3 separate regions of the Danio rerio genome follow, and regions 1 and 2 are each linked to region 3. The links are chromatin contacts, called in public Micro-C maps. All regions are on one chromosome and are shown on one strand. Each heading gives the region's core, a stretch centred on a gene start, on an enhancer-like site or on the middle of the called end of the contact. The rest is flanking DNA. Distances are from core to core; before and after follow the strand shown. Region 1 holds the start of dchs1a (dachsous cadherin-related 1a). Region 2 overlaps dchs1a (dachsous cadherin-related 1a). Region 3 holds the start of arfip2a (ADP-ribosylation factor interacting protein 2a).

Evidence for each region. A called contact is a pair of places that touch in the nucleus more often than the background predicts.
Region 1: a contact with region 3 is called in a Micro-C map of caudal fin, with 6 times the contacts expected there. The contact joins the promoter of dchs1a here to the promoter of arfip2a in region 3. A contact is called at or near these places in 2 of 18 Hi-C or Micro-C datasets (caudal fin and an unstated tissue) and 2 of 4 datasets of contacts at active chromatin or transcription factors (caudal fin and embryo).
Region 2: a contact with region 3 is called in a Micro-C map of caudal fin, with 4 times the contacts expected there. The contact joins the enhancer-like site here to the promoter of arfip2a in region 3. A contact is called at or near these places in 2 of 18 Hi-C or Micro-C datasets (caudal fin and an unstated tissue) and 2 of 4 datasets of contacts at active chromatin or transcription factors (caudal fin and embryo).

Annotation. Positions count from the first base shown.
Region 1 is chr15:34,606,304-34,609,003 of GRCz12tu, forward strand. It overlaps dchs1a (dachsous cadherin-related 1a), which reads left to right and starts at 1,399. Exons shown (of 21, transcript XM_002664651.7): 1 at 1,399-1,703. LOC141377881 (a long non-coding RNA gene) reads left to right here. Exons shown (of 3, transcript XR_012390979.1): 3 at 1-40.
Region 2 is chr15:34,626,792-34,629,491 of GRCz12tu, forward strand. The region is part of intron 2 of dchs1a (dachsous cadherin-related 1a); the gene reads left to right. Among named protein-coding and RNA genes, the nearest start is that of dchs1a, 20 kb to the left of the region's middle. Within about 2 kb of position 1,325, at least 3 of the 62 cell types and tissues checked have an H3K27ac peak or open chromatin away from gene starts, as enhancers often do.
Region 3 is chr15:34,859,105-34,861,804 of GRCz12tu, forward strand. It overlaps arfip2a (ADP-ribosylation factor interacting protein 2a), which reads left to right and starts at 1,417. Exons shown (of 10, transcript NM_001005935.1): 1 at 1,417-1,576. It overlaps LOC141377874 (a long non-coding RNA gene), which reads right to left and starts at 1,400. Exons shown (of 3, transcript XR_012390971.1): 1 at 1,168-1,400.

The DNA.
Region 1 (2,700 bases), core at 149-2,648, 250 kb before region 3:
CAAAAATACAAAAAGGTGATATTAAAAGAGTTCAGATGGATGGATGAATGGATAGATGGATTTTTTGATTTATGATAGATAGATAGATAGATAGATAGATAGATAGATAGATAGATAGATAAATAGATAGATAGATAGATAGATAGATAGATAGATAGATAGATAGATAGATAGATAGATAGATAGATAGATAGATAGATAGATAGATAGATAGATAGATAGATAGATAGATAGATAGATAGATAGATGGATGGATGGATGGATGGATGGATGGATGGATGGATGGATGGATGGATGGATGGATGGATGGATGGATGCAGATTAATAGATAAATAGAAAATGTATGGATGGTTAGAATGGTACGGATAGATAGATAGATAGATAGATAGATAGATAGATAGATAGATAGATAGATAGATAGATAGATAGATAGATAGATAGATAGATAGATAGATAGATAGATAGATAGATAGATAGATAGATAGATAGATAGATAGATAGATAGATAGATAGATAGATAGATAGATAGATAGATAGATAGATGGATGCAGATTAATAGATAAATAGAAAATGTATGGATGGTCAGAATGGTACGGATAGATAGATAGATAGATAGATAGATAGATAGATAGATAGATAGATAGATAGATAGATAGATAGATAGATAGATAGATAGATAGATAGATAGATAGATAGATAGATAGATAGATGGATGGATGGATGGATGGATGGATGGATGGATGGATGGATGGATGGATGGATGGATGGATGCTGTATACATGATGGATTCATAAAATGGTACAAATTAATTGATATACAAGTAATGGATGGATGGAATTGTGCCGAAGAATGAATGGATTGATAAACAGATAATGAATATGGATTAATAGCTGATGCATTGATAGAACAGTTTGGATGAACAGATTAAATGATAAACATCAGTTTGGATGAAAACATTAAATGATAAAAATGGATGGATGGATGGATGGATGGATGGATGGATGGATGGATGGATGGATGGATGGATGGATGGATGGATGGATGGATGGATAGATAGATAGATAGATAGATAGATAGATAGATAGATAGATAGATAGATAGATAGATAGATAGATAGATAGATAGATAGATAGATAGATAGATAGATAGATAGATAGATAGATAGATAGATAGAATATTTGAAGAAAATATTAATTCAGTTCCTTTCAATGAAGGCTGGTGGCACCAAAGTCTGATTAAATCACGTCACTGAGTGTTTCGGCACGCTGTCGCCGCCGTTCGGTGAGTTCACGCTAATGCCACGCTCCTGCATCCGCCTCATGAATATTCATGTAGGAGTGGGAAGGCTGGTATCAGGTTTCACTGAGGTTGAGCGCGTGTGCTGGAAGTGTGGATTCTAGAGTTGATGCTGTTGTCGATGCTGACGGACTGATTTCATCCCGTCTGCTGCGCTCAGTTCTGGAGCACCGAGCCCTTCTTAATTGATGCAGTGTATTTTGAGCTTGACAACAAACGGAAAGAGACAGAAAACTGGAAATACATTAGTGGAAGTTGTTGTGGCACACGATAACAAGTTTAACTTGTAAGAAGATGGATATAATCTAACACGGATACTTCTGAAACGACTTTTCTGTGTTTTCCCCTGACATTACGCTTGCACAACTGACTGGATCTCCATCACTGAAAAGCACGAACAGATGAGTGTAAGTGTTTTATTTACTCTGCCTTTTATTAACCGACTTCATACATCAAGAAGTCAAGCGATAAACTTCAATTCCATCAGTTAACTCGCGCATATGGCAGGCCGGATTAACATTTATTCCTTAAATACTGCTTAATGAGCCACTGGTGACATTTAGCTGTCTACATATTGATTTATGGTTGTACTATTTAATTATTCAATTATTTTATTTACTGTAACGAAAAGCAATTTTACAACTTTAAAAAACATTTTTTAAAGTTCGGTAGAGGAATTTAGACAATATCTGTAACCAAAGAACAAGATTTTATAGCTAGTTACTGTTAAAACTGAAATAGGAATCACCTACAGCATAAACATGATACAAAAATGCACACTAATTATACAAAATAAAAGTTGTGTCTTCTTTCATAGACAGTTCTTAAGACCGCTTTTACTCCAGGTTTATGAACATGTCTAAATTGCAACAAGAAGCAGGGTATTTAGCACCAGATTTTACCTGGTTTGCTAAATCCCGCTCTGAAGTAAGGTAAGCAAGCACCAATTTTGTTAGACAGATACTCACATGATTTGGACTTAAATATAAACAGTTGTGAATATAAAACAGTTGAGTATGATGGTTAAAATATCAAATATTATTTGTAGAAGAGTTTCTTCTTTATCTTTGTAATCCACAAAGTCAATGCAACAACATTAGTTACTTCATAGCTGTAAGCAGAATATATGTTGATTTCCAAAATTTGAGCCTTTGTAAACACTGCAAAATATAAGAACGTTAACCCAGAGTTTAGGATTGTTCTGTGTGCGATGTCACTGTGTATACACTGGGTTTTTTGCAGGTTTAGATCATCCCATGATTAATAAATTCAAGTGTAAAAAGCCTGTAGGATTACTTAGTACTCATAAAAGTACTAGTAACATAAAAATACACACTAGTTACTTTAAAACAATTTATGTTAACTTAGCTAAGTTGCCATAGTTGCTTGCAGTATAGATAGATA
Region 2 (2,700 bases), core at 75-2,574, 230 kb before region 3:
TGTGGGGGATTGTTTTTTACTAGCTGTTTCTACTTGCACCTCATGATGGCTTTCGTTGTAGAGTGGAAAGTAAATCTGATAAGTTTTAGTTTCAAGGCAAAAGACTTTCCCCGGTGAAACATACATTAAGTGACTGTGTTTTCAATCCCGTCCAGTTCCTTTTTAACAATTCCACTTATGACCTTTTGGCTGTTTATATATATTTTTTTTAAGAAAGATATTATATATTTATATTTAAGAAAGATAAAGAGGTGATTATGTTGCCAAATAATAAGATGTTGGGAGTCTATTATAGCCTATTCTTACTGCGTTTTTGATTCTCTACAATGAACCAAATCATTTGATTTGCAGCTGGAACAATAATTATTGTAAAAAGTGGTATATTCAAGCTTTAGATTCAAAAACAGTGTTACTATTTGACTAAACAAGTAGCATGGACTCTGACAAGTATTTTTTAAAGAATCTGCTTTGTTCCTGGTATTTACAACTCATTCTAGATTTACAGCGTTACTTATAATGTGAAAATGGCATCAGAAACAGTGTAAGGGGTCAGCTGAGGTTTGCACTTGGCCTAGAATTCTTAGTCCTTGTTGTCTGCTGACTATAAAAGGCACAAACCTTTTTTTTTTGTTGTCTGGGATTTATCAATGTCTGTACAGGGACTTCAAAGTGTTTTTCTAATAAGTTTCTCCACAGGCAAATTTCAAAGCTCGTAGTACATTTCCTAGTAAATCAAAACGTGTAATTTCACATGGTCACATATCAATGAAGGCACATTAATGCTTTCTCTGTGGTGGATTTGTGCTGGCGGGGGTTGAGACACACTCCAGCGAGCTGACAGAGGGCCCAGCAGACGGGAACTTGGCCCTGGGGTTTCTCCGGAGAGAGGGATGATCGTGCCTGGGAGAGATTTTCGGGACTGGCTGACTCCTTTCTGCTGCAGAGCAGGAATAGGAGCTGCGTAGGGTCAAGTGGGAGGTCTGGGAGTAAAATTAGAAGTTTATAGTGGTATTACTTAGGTTTGGAGTTAGGGATCGGATCAGCAGCACTCGGGTCTACTAATCAAGTGCAAATCAAATCTGATTGACTGGCTCCTGTCTTGCTGTCAGTTTTTATTTGCATTCAATACGTGCTAATGTTTCGCAGACAGTTGCCAAGAGACTTGAGTTTTCAACACGAGAACAATATAAGAAGTTACTAAGTCTATCCTTACAACCATCAAAGTGAACTTGCCAAGGACGAGGTCCAAACCAACTGTCTCTCAGGCTGTGGCACGAACGACTGCTGTAGATGGGAGCTGGCATGCCACTCAAGAGCAGTTGGGAGTTTGATGATGCACAGACTGCAGAAATCACTGCCAAATCCACATCCAAGCATCACAGCACGGCACTTGATGAGTTGCTTTTTTCCCTTCATCAGAGATCCCTGTGCGGAGAGTTCCCACCGCCTCCCTTTTTTCTGAATCAAAGCTTCTGTCCAAATGCCATTACAATGGGGCTATTGTGATCATTCATTTAACATCTGAACTGGGCTTGATTTAGTTTTTTCCAGTGTATCCCTCGCAGCGGAGTATGATTAGTTTAATGTGTACTGGCACTGCCGGTTTACTACATTTTAGGTTTTGTCACTTTGCTTGTGCGTCACTGCTGCTGGGCTGAAGAATAATTAACTGGGTTTTATTTCTCTGTTGGTGGAATTTCCACCGTTTGTTGTGTGAAAAGTCTAGCAACTATATCCAGTTTTGTTTTAACCGCAAAGATAACTCGCAAAAGACTTGTGGCATTGGGATCAAGTCTTAAATTATCAGACATGTTGCAAAATGCTTCTAAAGACCACAACTGTGCTTTTAGTTAATATTTATAAATTGAGTTGGACATCGGTTTTGGGTATGGTAGAATTTTTGTAGCTCATATTTTGAATCTGGTTTTTATTTCCATTTTTGATTTGTTATAGTTTATAGTTTTTGACTTAGTTTAGTTTACTATAGTGTCAGTATGTTTAGTTTTTGTTAGTTTTAGGACTGCGCAAATTTACATACACAAGTTTCTCAGCGCAGTGAGTCTAATTTTGTATCTTGTGGCATTTTCGTGTTTTATGGAAGTTCAAGATTTCAATTTTTAAAAGAAATTAAAATGATCACTTTTATGTTATATTTTAGATTTGGATATTTTTTAGGGATGGGCGATACAGCAAAAACAATTATCACTGTATCATGTTTCATATCATTCATTATCGATAATTATTGAATATTTTTTAACAATACATTTAGGAATATTAGTTTATTTTAACCACTTTATTTTATTTTACCAACATTTCTAAGGCAAATAGTTTTAATAATTAAAAACAAAAATATTTAAACAAATATATATATATATATATATATATATATATATATATATATATATATATATATATATATATATATATAATCATCTCCTTATGATAAAATACATAGAAGTGCTAAAGAGACTCTAAACTTGATCAATAAAATGTTACAAAGTGCAATGGTAAAATGTAAACGCTGAACAATCAAAGCAAACTTTAAGAACGTCAATAATAATGATACAGTAAACCTCACACTTTGCACTTTGTAAATAAAACCAATTATGCTAATCAAATCTGAGCTTTCAAGTAAAGGAACTAACCATCATTGTTCAAAAACATATTGCAACATTACAAATTGTGAAGCTGGATGATTAC
Region 3 (2,700 bases), core at 167-2,666:
ATGTTCCCCCGGGATTTACGCCCGTGGTTGCGCCGCAAATCAAAAGCATCAGAGGTTGAATAAATGGCCTTAGCAGAAGCCATCGTGCATATCAAAAACAGGCAAAGCAATAGATTAATATTATTCAACATATCACAGGGATTTAAAGAAAAATATTAGATGTAACCCCATTTGTAATTTTTAACATTTTCAAAAGTAACTAATTTAATTACATATTTTTCTTAGTAACTGTAACTAATTACTGTTACTTTTATTTTGTAATTAAATTACGTAACGGCGTTACATGTAACTAGTTACTCCCCAACACTGCACTTAACAAGCGGATAGTCAATGGAATAATTGATCCAGCCGGGACTAAAATCAGCGACGTTTCTGCTGTGAGGCTACAGTGCTAACCACTGAGCCATCGTGTACCGTTTTGTTATATATGTACATATATCATTCATTCATTAATTTTCTTTTCGGCTTAGTCCCTTTATTAATCCAGAGTCGCCACAGCGGAATGAACCGTCAACTTATCCAGCATGTTTTTACGCAGCAAATGCTCTTCCAACCACAACACTTTCCTGGGAAACACCCACACACACACACTCATTCACACTCATACACTACGGACAATTTAGCCTACCAAATTAACCTGTACTGCATGCCTTACTGAAACCAGAGTACCCAGAGGAAACCCACGCAAACGCAGCGAGAACATGCTAACTCGACACAGAAATGCCAACTTACCCAGCCGAGGCTCGAAACAGCGACCATCTTGCTGTGAGGTGACAGCACTACCCACTGCGCCACTGCATCACCCAAAATGACTTAACCAGAACTATTTTATTTATATTTGGTCAGTCTTATTTATAGTTAACTAATTTTTTATTTATTGTGTTGTATAAATGATGTTATTATTGTTACATCATTTAAATATCCATTTAGTTTACAAATCAGATATGAAAGTTGGAAAAGCTTTATACTTTGTGTGGACGAAGCTAAAGATTTTTTATTGGTGTGAATTTTCTGCACTGCATCATTAGTAATGCAGATGTTCTGCATATATTTCACTATTAAAGTGTTTTAAAATGTAATATATCAATGAATCAGGAAAGTTGGAACAAGCCACATTTATATCCAAAATGAGTTAACCAGAACTAGAAATGTTGAAGTGATGCTTACATTTCTGGAGTGATGCTGACATCTCCTGGTTACACAGAGTATAGCAGTAGCATCCTGTATATCTTTCTCTATCTTCCTTTTTATTGAAAGCTGCTCATCACTATTAACCTCACACGCATAAAAAATAATATTTGATTAGTATATTATGTAAAAATAAACGCCCGTGTTGCTGTTTACTTCAGTGTAATAACGCTCCAGCAACCCTGAAGAATGTCACGTCGTCACTTCCGTTTGCAGAGAACGGACGGAGAGGATTTGCGTTACCGAGCGACCAAGAGGATTGACAGAGGAGCCAGTGGAGATTATTCGCTCTCCAGACACCCGTTGAATACACACACACATCGTGTTTTGATCATGGAATAATCTTCAATGCGGTCCGATTTGGTTCAGCGGTTGAGACGGCATTCAGGTAAATAAATCGGCGGCAGATGGTGATCGTGTAGGTCAAGCATCCTCTCTTCTCACAGTGTGACACGTAGCATCGCAGCGGTAATGACAATCGGAGGACGCTTGACCTGCTCGGGCTCAATCCCGTCATGGCGTCTATTCACACCGTAGCTTTAAGTGTAATCCATCCCTTCCCCATACATGGGTGCAATTTTGGCCGATGCCTATGCAGTCTGTTGGAGTAGTTTTGTAAGGGCCCGAGATTGCTGCTGCTAATACACTGGCATATACTGCAACGTTAGAGATTAATGCATGCAATGTAATGTTGAGTTAACGTTATATTAAGACGTCCTTTGTAAATCTATCATCTATTATTAATTTACCTGTCTTACTTTGCAGATAGCTATATATTACAACACATACTTAAATGTTTTAAAAACCGTTTGTCTTTCCTCAATCGGTCTGTCTATTTATCCAACGTTACATTTGAATCTATCTGTCTTTGTGTATCTGTCTAGCATGTCTGTCATTCAGCTTAACTCTATCTGTCTATCTATATCTGTCTCTCATTGTTAACCTGTCTGCCTACATTAAATGTGTACATTTGTCTGTCTAGATAGGATGTCTGTCATTCAGTCAAAATCTGTCTGTTTAAATTTTCTGTCTGTCTGTTTGTATCTGTATCTGTCTCTCTTTGTTAACCTATCTATCTATCTGTCTGTCTGTCTGTCTGTCTGTCTGTCTGTCTGTCTGTCTGTCTGTCTGTCTGTCTGTCTATCTATCTGTCTGTTTGTCTCTCTACATTTTAACTGATGTGTTGTTGCATCTATTCGTGCTAGCATGTATTTCGTTCAGTCTCTGTTTGTCTGTCTGTCTGTCTGTCTGTCTGTCTGTCTATCTATTTTGATTGCCTCTGTCTGTCTATCTGTATCTGTCTCTCTGTTAACCTATCCATCTGTCTGTCTAGTTAAACTATCTATCTATCTATCTATCTATCTATCTATCTGTCTGTCTGTCTGTCTGTCTGTCTGTCTGTCTGTCTGTCTGTCTGTCTGTCTGTCTATCTATCTGTCTGTTTGTCTCTCTACATTTTAATTGATGTGTTGTTGCATCTATTCGTGCTAGCATGTATTTCGTTCAGTCTCT